2 separate regions of the Rattus norvegicus genome follow, and region 1 is linked to region 2. Evidence: chromatin contacts called from public Hi-C data. All regions are on one chromosome and are shown on one strand. Each heading gives the region's core, a stretch centred on a gene start, on an enhancer-like site or on the middle of the called end of the contact. The rest is flanking DNA. Distances are from core to core; before and after follow the strand shown. Region 1 overlaps Vmp1 (vacuole membrane protein 1). Region 2 has its middle 11 kb from the start of Mir21.

The links. A called contact is a pair of places that touch in the nucleus more often than the background predicts.
Region 1: a contact with region 2 is called in a Hi-C map of liver, with 11 times the contacts expected there. The contact joins two enhancer-like sites. A contact is called at or near these places in 5 of 12 Hi-C or Micro-C datasets (hepatocytes, kidney, liver and 1 more).

What each region holds. Positions count from the first base shown.
Region 1 is chr10:71,953,430-71,958,471 of GRCr8, reverse strand. The region is part of intron 6 of Vmp1 (vacuole membrane protein 1); the gene reads left to right. Among named protein-coding and RNA genes, the nearest start is that of Vmp1, 46 kb to the left of the region's middle. Within about 2 kb of position 3,416, at least 1 of the 93 cell types and tissues checked has an H3K27ac peak or open chromatin away from gene starts, as enhancers often do. A contact at or near this core is called in liver, where this site is marked.
Region 2 is chr10:71,889,211-71,894,685 of GRCr8, reverse strand. No RefSeq gene overlaps it. Among named protein-coding and RNA genes, the nearest start is that of Mir21, 11 kb to the left of the region's middle. Within about 2 kb of position 1,440, at least 15 of the 93 cell types and tissues checked have an H3K27ac peak or open chromatin away from gene starts, as enhancers often do. A contact at or near this core is called in liver, where this site is marked.

The DNA of each region.
Region 1 (5,042 bases), core at 2,167-4,666, 62 kb before region 2:
GAGACTGAAGTGATCTAGAACCTTCCAACAGGCCTCCTTCATCAAGGCTCAGCCCACCCCCTAACAGTCCCAACACAGGGCAAAGCCCTTGCTTTACAGCTCTTTAGAAGCCGCTCTAGGTCCATTAGGAGTAAGGAGGGAGCAGCGGGGTACCCACAGAGGCCCAGCCTCACGCATGCCACTGAGCTACCCCTGCCCCATAAGCATTCCTCTTTTAAAGCAGTTATACAGTAGATATGATAGATTTCATCATGACATTGTCATATCTGTATATAATGTATTTTGATCCCAGCTTTTCTACTTTAACTACTTTAAGCATATGATTCTGCACATTTATAATTTTTGTGTAACCATCTCCAGTATCCATTTCAAAATCTTTTTTTGTCATTTGAAAGAGAAATCTGAACCAATTAAAAAATAATTTCTCATTCCGTCTTCCTTCCTGTCCCTGGTAACTTCTACTCTATATATCTGTAGATTTGCCTGCTCTGCATAGCTTAACTGGCCAATCATGGGTTGGTTGTTTTGTGTCTCGTTCGTTCTCAGTTTGCAATGTTTTAAGTTTGACCCATTTTTTAGCATTGTCAGAATTCTATTTCTGAGACTTTCAAACTGACATCATCTTTGTATGTATACTAACTTAGAAAATGAGTTTTAAAAAGCTGAGCATCGTGATGTATGCCTTAAATCCAAGCACTGGAGATGAAGAAGTCAGTGGACCTCTGTGAGGTCCAGGCCAACCAGAACTGCACAGTGAGATCCTCAAAAAAACAAACAAACAAAAAAAAAAAAACCTTAAAAAATGATGCCATGGAAGTTGCAAGCATGTTTTTGCAGAACACCAGTCGTGTTGTCAGGATGGTATAGCTGTTCTAAGCATTATTGTTAAGAGCCTTGACTTAATAGGTGATTTCAAGGTTACTTTCCAAGCCTTTGCTTATTTAACCTCTCATGTTTGTAGTTGGACTAGTTCCTTAAAAATCGATTTATAATGAAAGGATATTAACATTCTGGTATTAGAGATCTGTGGCGTCCAGGAGGCTTGCTGTCCAGACGTAACATTAAACCTAACATTTCTTTTTTTTTTTTAAAGATTTATTTTATTCATATGAGTACACTATAGCTGTCTTCAGACACACCAGAACAGAGCATCAGATCCCATTACAGATGGTTGTGAGCCACCATGTGGTTGCTGGGAATTGAACTCAGGACCTTAACCACTCTTAAGTGCTCTTAACTACTGAGCCATCTCTTCAGCCCTAACCTAACATTTCTTGACTATATGCTGCTTGTGAATCTACTTGGCAGAATGTTATTTTAAATATTTCCCCTTCCCTGGACCTTTGAATAAAATTATCAGACCAAGGAGATACTGTGCTTCTCACTTGGTTCTCATTTTTTGTGTACATTAAATTCTTCTGGTAATAGTTAAAAGGATTGCTAGTCTTTCTTTTTTGCTTTGTTATTTTTAATACTGGGGGAGCATTTGTCTTTCTCTTACAGTAGAAGAAACCTCCCTTCTCTCTCTCTCTTTTTTTTTTTCTTTCTTTTTTTTTTTTTTTTTTTGGAGCTGGGGACCGAACCCAGGGCCTTGCACTTGCTAGGCAAGAGCTCTACCACTGAGCTAAATCCCCAACCCCTGAAACCTCCCTTCTCTCCTTTTTTTTTTTTTTTAAAGATTTATTTATTTTATGTATGAGTACCCCATAGCTGTTTTCAGATACACCAGAAGAGGGCATCGGATCCCATTACAGATGGTTGTGAGCCACTATGTGGTTGCTGGGAATTGAACTCAGGACCACTGGAAGAGCAGTCAGTGTTCTTAACCACTGAGTCATCTCTCCAGGCCCCCTTCTCTCCTTTTAATTAGGTCTCGATTAATATGGTTTTTTATTTTTATTTTATTTTTTTTTAATCTGAAGCCCATCCTTTCTCTCTTTTTTTTTTTTTAAACACACAATTTAAGATTTATTTATTTATATATGAGTACACTGCTGCTGTCCTCAGACAGACCAGAAGAGGGCACCAGGTCTCATTACAGATGGTTGTGAGCCACTATGTGGTTGCTGGGATTTGAACTCAGGACCTCTGGAAGAGCAGTCAGTGCTCTTAACCACTGAGCCATCTCTCCAGCCCTCATTTTTATTTTTTAAGATTTATTTATTATTAGTGCGTGTGTGCTTTGTTGCATGTCCATTTGCACCAGAAGAGGACATCAGATCCTGCTATTGTAAGCTGCCATGTAGGTGCTAGGACTTGAACTCACAACCTCATTTCTCTTAATCTCTAAGCTATCCCTCCAGCCTGTGTTTTTATTTATAAATAATTATAAAGAGTTTTTGGGACCAGTAAATGGCTCACTTGCCATCAAGCTCATTGGTCTGAATTTGATCCCCAGAACCCAAATCCTACATAAATTAAAAGTAATAAATCTTTTTGAAAGAAATTAGAAAACAGTCATCATTATTATTATTAGTGAGGAAAGGTCTAATGTCCCAGACTGGCCTGGCACTCACAATGTGTCCAAGGATGGCTTTGAATGTCTGGTCCTCCTGTCTCTTACTAGGCATATACCAGTTTATGCCATGGTAGGGATCAAACCTAGGGCTTCAGACATGCTAGGCTAGTGAGCCCTTCTCTACATAAGCTAAGCCTTAGCCTTATAAAATGACCTTTGAGAGCTATGGAGACCCGAGTCCTCGGGGCCTTATTTGGGATAAGGAACTCTGTATGTAGAGTGTGGCATGTTTTGAGAACTTGCCTGGATGAGTATATTTCAATTTTTTTTTTTGTATAGTAGTTGAATACTGACATGATTTCCATCCTTTCATGAAAAATGTGAAGAATTAAACTACAGAAATCAGTGTGATCGATTAAGACCTGACGTGGCTCTTGATTTATTTTCACGTCCTTACTAGCTTTGAGGGAATTTGTCACAAGTTTGAATCGGATGATTGCTTTCAGAATTGTCGACCTTCGACCTCACATTTGACCTTCCAGAAGTTCACATTTTAACTAAAATGTTGTAATTAACTTTTCTCTTTCAATCATGGAAAAGTTAAGCTTTGCACATTGGCAGATGTGTAGCTAATGAGATTTATCTGAGGTGTGATTTATCTAAAACACAGATTTAGATAAATCTGAGGTTAGATTTATCTAAAAGTTTTCCAGAAGTGTAGAAAGAAATCAACTGAACTTAATGTACTTTTACCAAATTTCAACTAATGTTTATGTTCACCTGTCTTGGCTGATTCTGTTATCTTGGAGCAAACTCCACACATTTTATAACTTTTTTTTTAAACAAAACAAAACAGACCAAAAACAAAGAAAACCTCATTGATTAAAAGAGCTCGTCAAATAGTTTCTTTCCCTGGTCTGATTTTGCTGGCTTAACTCTGGTTTGTGTGGGTTGAGCCTGCTCCTCTGTTCCCTGTTTCCTGAGGGTTGATTCCTTGAGACACTTGAAGTTTGCAGGCTTCCTGGGGTTTTTTTAGTTTTTTATTGAGACAGGGTTTTGTTATGTAGCTCTGACCATCTGTAACTCATTCTGTAGACCAGGCTGTCTGGGAACTCATAGAGATCCACCTGCCTCTGCATGGGATTTAAGAAAACTCTTTTTTTCTTTTTTCTTCCCCCCCCCCCGCCCCCCCAGAGCTGAGGACTGAACCCAGGGCCTTTACTACTGAGCTAAATTCCCAACCCCTATCTGTATGGGGTTTAAAGATGTGCTCCACCTTGCCAGGTGTAGTTTGTTTTAAACAGGAATGGCTTTGTGTATTTCTGTCACAAGGTAAAACAATGTCTTCTTTGTGACATTAACACCAGTTATGATAATCCATTATTTATTAGTATTTATAAAGTAGAATAGTAATTAGTGTTCCAAGTATATAATTTTTCTTTCATCATTAGTTAAAATACCCTTTCTCATCTGAGACTGTGTCTTCTCTGCTGTTCAGGTTGTCCTCAAACTCCTGTACCCTTTTCAAGCTCCTCAGGAGCAGGGCTTGCAGTCATGAACCTCATAGAAAGATTTCCTCATCACCAATTTGGTTGCTGAGATTTAGTTCATATATGAAAATAGGAGTAAATATTTGACCCTTTGTACTTTAAAATTTAATGACTTGTTTATTGTCCTTCAGAGTTGACCAACATTAACTTTTTTTGTTTCTTTTTCTGTCTATACTCCTGGCCTTGCTTCTTCTTCCTCTCTGCTTCTCTCTTCTACAACACAGATTTACTTTGGAGTACTTAAACATGTTCTTTTTCAGAGTTCTTATTTCATACGTGGAAAATACATTTATATTTGGAGACTATTGGTTCTACATACTGAAGACCCAAAATGTTTAGATTTGATAATGTCCTTCAAGGATTCTTTTTAAACCAGACGGGCCTCAAAGTCACAGCCCTCTGCTGGGATTAGAGGAGTGTTATCAGCACACCTGGCTCTCTGCCTTTTTAAAAGTCTTTATCATAATTTAATCGTATGTCTATGTGTGGATATGTGAACGTGTCAGTACAGAGGCCACAGAGGCCAGAATGTGTCAGGTCCCTGGAACTCAAGTTGTGGGCGATTGTGAGCTGCCCATGTGGCTGCTGGGAACTAAACTTGGGTCCTCTACAAGAACTGTATGCACTTTTAACCTCTGAGCCATTTCTCCAGGGTCTTCAAGGAATCGTTTCAAGGCTTTTAGAGATAGCAAGCTGAAAGAGTTGAGTTTGCTTTGTGTACTCACACACCCTTCCATTCAGTGCAAGGAGAGGTGGGGGGGTCAAAGGGAAGGTTTCTCCTGAGACTGTCTCTATCATATTATGGCCTACTTGGTATTTAAGCCACTTAAGTCTAAACCAAGTTCCTGATTCTAAACTTTGTTTTTATCTTTTTGTCCTGACTGATTAAGGAAAATCAACAACAACAAACCCTTCTCTTCAAAAACAAATCTACAAAGTGACTGAAATATGAATCACTCTGAGAAAATGAGACACTTTTAAATTTTATCATAACAATCACCCATCCTGTGGTTTGGGGGATTTAGCTCAGTGGT
Region 2 (5,475 bases), core at 191-2,690:
GACCTGTCTCGTCGTCTTCAGGAGTGTTCCTTCCTTGTGTCTGTCTTGTCTTTTTATTATTACTTTTGAGATGGCATCAGTATGTACCTTGGCTTGCCTGGGGCTCCCTGTGTAGAGAAGGCTGGCCACAAACTCAGATGTGCTTTTCTCTACTTTCAGAGTGCTGGGGTTAAAGGTGTGTGCTGCCACTCCTGGCTGAACTTCTCATGGTTTTAAACAGGTCTTCAATTGCATATATGTGTGTGTGTACATATGTCAATTGCATATGTGTGTATGGGTACATGCATACATGTGTGCATATATGCATAAAATGGCTCCAGAAACATCATTAATTTTTGTTTGAATTTTTTTTCTTTTCTTTTCTTTCTTTCTTTCTTTTTTTTTTTTTTTTTTTTGGAGCTGGGGACCAAACCCAGGGCCTTGCGCTTCCTAGGCAAGCACTCTCTACCACTGAGCCAAATCCCCAACCCCTGAATTTTTTTTTTTAATTTTTAAAAATTACATATGAGTGTTTTGCCTGCCTGTTGTCTGAGCCCTCAGAGGCCAGCGTCTCAGATGCCCTGGGACTAGAGTTACAGATGACTGAGCTGCTGTGTAAATGCTTAAGAATGTGACGAGGGCCCCTGGGAAGGGCCAGTGCTTTCAGCCGCTGACCTTTCTCTCCAGCCCTCCAGTTCTTAAATTACTTACTTATGCGTGGAGGTCAAGGGACAGTTCACAGGGTTCATTTCTTTTCTTCCACCATGTAGGTTGAGGGGACGGAACTCGGGTGTTAAGGCTTGGCAGCATGACCTTACCTGCTGAAATGCATTACTACTCTGTTTGGGTTTTCAGATATGATCTCATGTCCCAGCCTGGCCTGGAATTCTCTATGTAGCCAAGATGACCCTGAACTTCTGATCCTCCTGCATCTGCCTCCAGAGTGCTGGGACGCAGGTGTAAACTCCTGTGCCCGCTTTATGTGCTGTTTGGGTATTGAACCTAGGTTTTCAAGCATGGAAGGCACGCGCTCCACCATTTTATCCACATTTCAGCCACGGGGTTTTGTTTTGTTCTGATTTGTTATTAAGTATAGGAATTCACGTAGCACAGGCTGAACCTGATCTTGCTCTGTAGCTGAGGCTGGTCTTGAACTTCTGATCGCCCTGCCTTCACTTCCCGAGTGCTGGACTAGTGACGTGCAGCCCCAACTGAGAATGCTCTTTAGTTCTTCATGAGGCTGGAGAGAGCTCGGCAGTAGAGGCACTTGCTGCCAGTCCTGAGGACCGTAACAGGTTCCACCGTGTCCCAGTCACTTGACAACTGTACCTTTCTTCTGATGCTAGTGACCTAAGTCCATCTGTTTAGTAAACGTGGCGTCTCTTGTGGGCCAGGCACAAGCTTGGCAGCACAGAGTGTACCAAGTGGTGAACCTCTTCCTGGCAGGGGCCGGGTTAGACTCATTTCTGTAATACCCTCTCAGCACGCTGCCTTTCCTCACAGGTGCGCTGTGGGTTTCAGCTGGGTACAGCTCACATTCTGCCCTTTCATACGGATCTCCTAAGTCCAGTCGAAGTAATGGCCTTTTTCCCCCCAAAATGAAATTTCCATATATTGTCTTATGCCTTTTTTTAATTTTTAATTTTTTTTGAAACAGGGTTTCTCTGTGGGCTGGCTATCTGGAGCTTTTCTGTAGATGTGGGTGGCTTGCCTCTGCCTCCCGAGTGCTGTGGTTAAAGAGTGCGCCACCACAGCCCGTAACCTCTCACCTAGTAACGAAGGTTTGTTCACACGTAACAATTCCCAGGACTTTGCTCTAGAACAACTATTTCCCACGTATCTCGTGTAAAATCTAATTCAGAAGCGTATGTCTAATTTAAATTTTAAGGAGAAATAGACAAAGTTAATATTACTAGCCTACTATCTATATAGTCACAATAATTAAATGATTAATAATCGACCTTTAATTCCAGCACTTGGGAAGCAGAGGCAGATCTCTGAGTTTGAGGCCAGCTTGGTCTACAGAGTGGTTCTAGGACAGCCAGGGCTACATTTTATTCATGTAGTCCTTTTGCCTTGTACCACTGGGGATCAAGTCCTGGGCCTTGTAGACACTAGCCACTGAGCTACATTACCATTGCCATATTGTCTTGAAAGTCTGCTGTGCATTCTACGTTCATAGCACTAACCACCTATGGCCGATGGTCCTGTTTTTGGACGACATGGATACAGAATCTTTGAATTTTTGTGTACCACTTCAATACTTAAATCCAAGTAGAACAAGAAGCCATAGAAACATCAGCTACGATGACTTCACTGGAGGAGAGAAACTGTGACACAGCAGCATACACGCTAAGTGGATACGTCATCTGAATCTTTAAAATATTTTAAAGCCATTTCTTGGTTTCTGTTTTATTTTGTTTTAACATTTATTTTATGTATGTGAGTACACCGTAGCTGTCCTCAGACACACCAGAAGAGGTGATCGGGTCTCATTACAGATGGTTGTGAGCCACCTGGTGGTTGCTGGGATTTCACTTCAGGACCTGTGGAGGAGCAGCCTCTGCTGAGCCATCTCTCCAGCCCCCTCGCTCTGTTTTAGACTTGTTTAGAGTCTTGACTGTAGAGCCCAGGTGTCCTCTTCCTTCTCCATGTTCCTGTCCTCACTCTCCTGAGGCTCTTTTTTTTAAAACTATTCTTATAACCTAGTCATAGAATTTGCCATTAGGTTAAAGCCTAATTCAAAACCAGGCAGAGTGGTACACACTTTAGGTCCCAGCACTCGGGAAGCAGAGGCAGGTGGATGTTGGTAATTTTTTGAGGCCAGCCATGGCTACTTAGTAGGCCCCTGTCTGAAAAACAAAACAAAAAGCAAATTATTTTTGAAATGCTGAAGCCCTATGTTTGGTGTGGGGGCGGGGAGGGGCATTACCCCTCTCTCCTCTCTCTCTGTCTCTCTCTCTGTCTCTTTCCTCTCTCTGTCTCTCTCTGTGTCTCTCTCCTCTCTCTTTCTGTCTCTGTCTCTCTCTCTCTATCTCTGTGTCTCTCTCCTCTCTCTTCCTGTCTCTGTCTCTGTGTCTCTCCCTCTGTCTCTCTCTCTCTCTGTGTGTCTCTCTCTGTCTCTCTCTGTCTCTCTGTGTCTCTCTCTGTCTCTCTCTCTCTCTCTGTTTCCATAGCTTGAATTTTTCTTACGCGTTGAACTGCAGTTTCCCAGAAACTAGAACTTGTGCAAGCATTCCTGCTTGTGGAAGTGGAGTTATCTGTTATTAAAGCTAACCTCGCATCTTCCAAGACATTTCAGGGTTTTGGAGCAGGAAATTATTAAATAAAAATTTAAACTGGTTTTTTTTTTTTTTGCCATTCACATTCCTAAACACCACCCCCAAAAATTATTGATGGGGGATGAAGGTGCCTTTTAAGTTAGTCTTAAAAAACGACAAGACGGCTGATAAAACCATATTTGGTAAGAAGATGGCAGAAGAAGAGAGGGTGTATTGCCAAACGTGGACTCCTGGGGAGGAAGAGTGGGAGAGAGACATATGGAGCATGTTTTAAAACAAAACGCTGGACGAGAATCCTAGCGAGTGATAAACATGGTGGTCAGAAGAGGAATCGTTGGTATGCGTGCTGCAAAGCCGTCCCGGGCCAGAGCAGACATTGCAACATTCAAAGCCCAGACCAGCAATCCCTACTGTTCTTTCTGGAACGACATTCTTTCCCATTTAATGGGGGTGGGGGTGGGGGTGGGGTTGTGTATATAAACAGTCAAAGGCCGTAATTAGGAAGCCAGAATCATAGCTTCATACGACCAAGGAAACCCTGCATTGTAAGCATCCCCCTGCAGGACTGATCCAGCATCCATAACTCCTTGCTGGATGCCTAACAAGCATCAACACAGAATGAGTGAATGAACTGGCTGAGGGCAGGGAGTCTGAGTAGTGGGGGAAATGAAAGACTTTACAAATGATGGAACCGCCATGGCTGCGGGGACGGGGAGACCAAGGCTGGAAGGGGCAGGGTGCAGGGTGGGACGAGTTAAAGGAAAAGGCTCTCGGAAGAGGGCAAATAGAGAAAGGAAGTGAAAAGTCCTGCCGACCAATCTGCCCACACCACACCCCCTGCCCGTATCCGCAGCCGGAGTTAATGGGCGGTTTGTGCGGTCCAGGCTGGCCCACCGGCCCGCGCCTCCTGAAGGCTTGAGATTACAGGTGTGTGCCGCCACGCTTGGCTTCAAAATTGCATTTCAAATGTTTTCTGTGTCTACCCAGGAATTTAGGCCTCTTTTTTCTGCCTGGTTGGTACATTTCTCATCCTAAATTCCGAAGCTTTGAGTTGAGCTTCCTGTGTATCGTGTTGGTTTGGTTGATGAGGGCACCGGCGTCTCAGTGCATCTCAATATTGCCAGGGCTGACCTCAGTCCAGGGCTCAACTCATCTCCCACAGCCAAAGGTATAAGCACTTGGCTCCACCTCTGGCCTGCAGTGTTAATTTGTGTTAAAACTGCAACTCTAATTTTAAAAAAGTCATAAAAGTTCTTAAAACACTATTTTCCATGTAAATGTTTAAAACAAGCTTCAGATATTTTGGTCTCCACATATGTCAACTAAAGGAGTCCTTGGGGGAAAAAAGGTCACACACAGGGATGTGGCCTGAGTGCTTGTTGGAGTTTCAGATATTCACCTGCTGTTGATTACATGGCTTTCAAATAAAAATACCTTCACCCCATTTGTACCTCATGAATTCCTGTCTCAAATGTCAAGTGACTTCTGCCTCGTCTCCTGAGTCAGCTAAGCCACAGTGAGGTCATGCGGCCACGGGTCTACCGTGGTTTCATCTGTGAAGTTGAGGCCATGGATGTGTCCAGAGCTAAACAGCTTTGTCTTGTGAGAATTTAATGATTTCTCAAGTATACTTAAGGAACTGCAGCCAGTGGGCGTGCCTTCCAGCGGATGAAGAGACCACTGTCTACATTCTTTCGAAATAAGATATGGTCCAGTATTTTAAACCATGGCAACAGTTGATAAGAAAAACAGCAAAAAACGGTGATCATTTCCATATGGAGAGAAAGCAGTGAGGCTGGGAACTGCCATTCTCCACGGTAGGCTGGGCAGAAGTGGCCAGGGCTTCCATTTTGCCCTTGTTGTATTTGTCAATCACTGTTGCCCTCGAGTTACTGTCACGTTTTATGCAGCTGTGGTTTCTGTGTCTCCCTTTGTTAGTCCCGCTGTTTTGTTTTGTTTTTCGAGACAGGGTTTCTCTGTATCCCTGGCTGTTCTGGAACTCCCAGCAATCCTCCTGCCTCTGCCTCTCTGCCTCTGTGGTAAAGGTGCCTCCACTGCCTTATGAGCTGACTGTGAGCCTCTGGACACAGAACCAACCTTATGAGCTGTCCTCTGAACTCCTCCTAATCCACAGTGTAGCCCAAGCATGCCCAGAGGTGTACACACACTCACACAAGCAGGCACATAAATCAATATAATTCAGGTCGGCCATAAA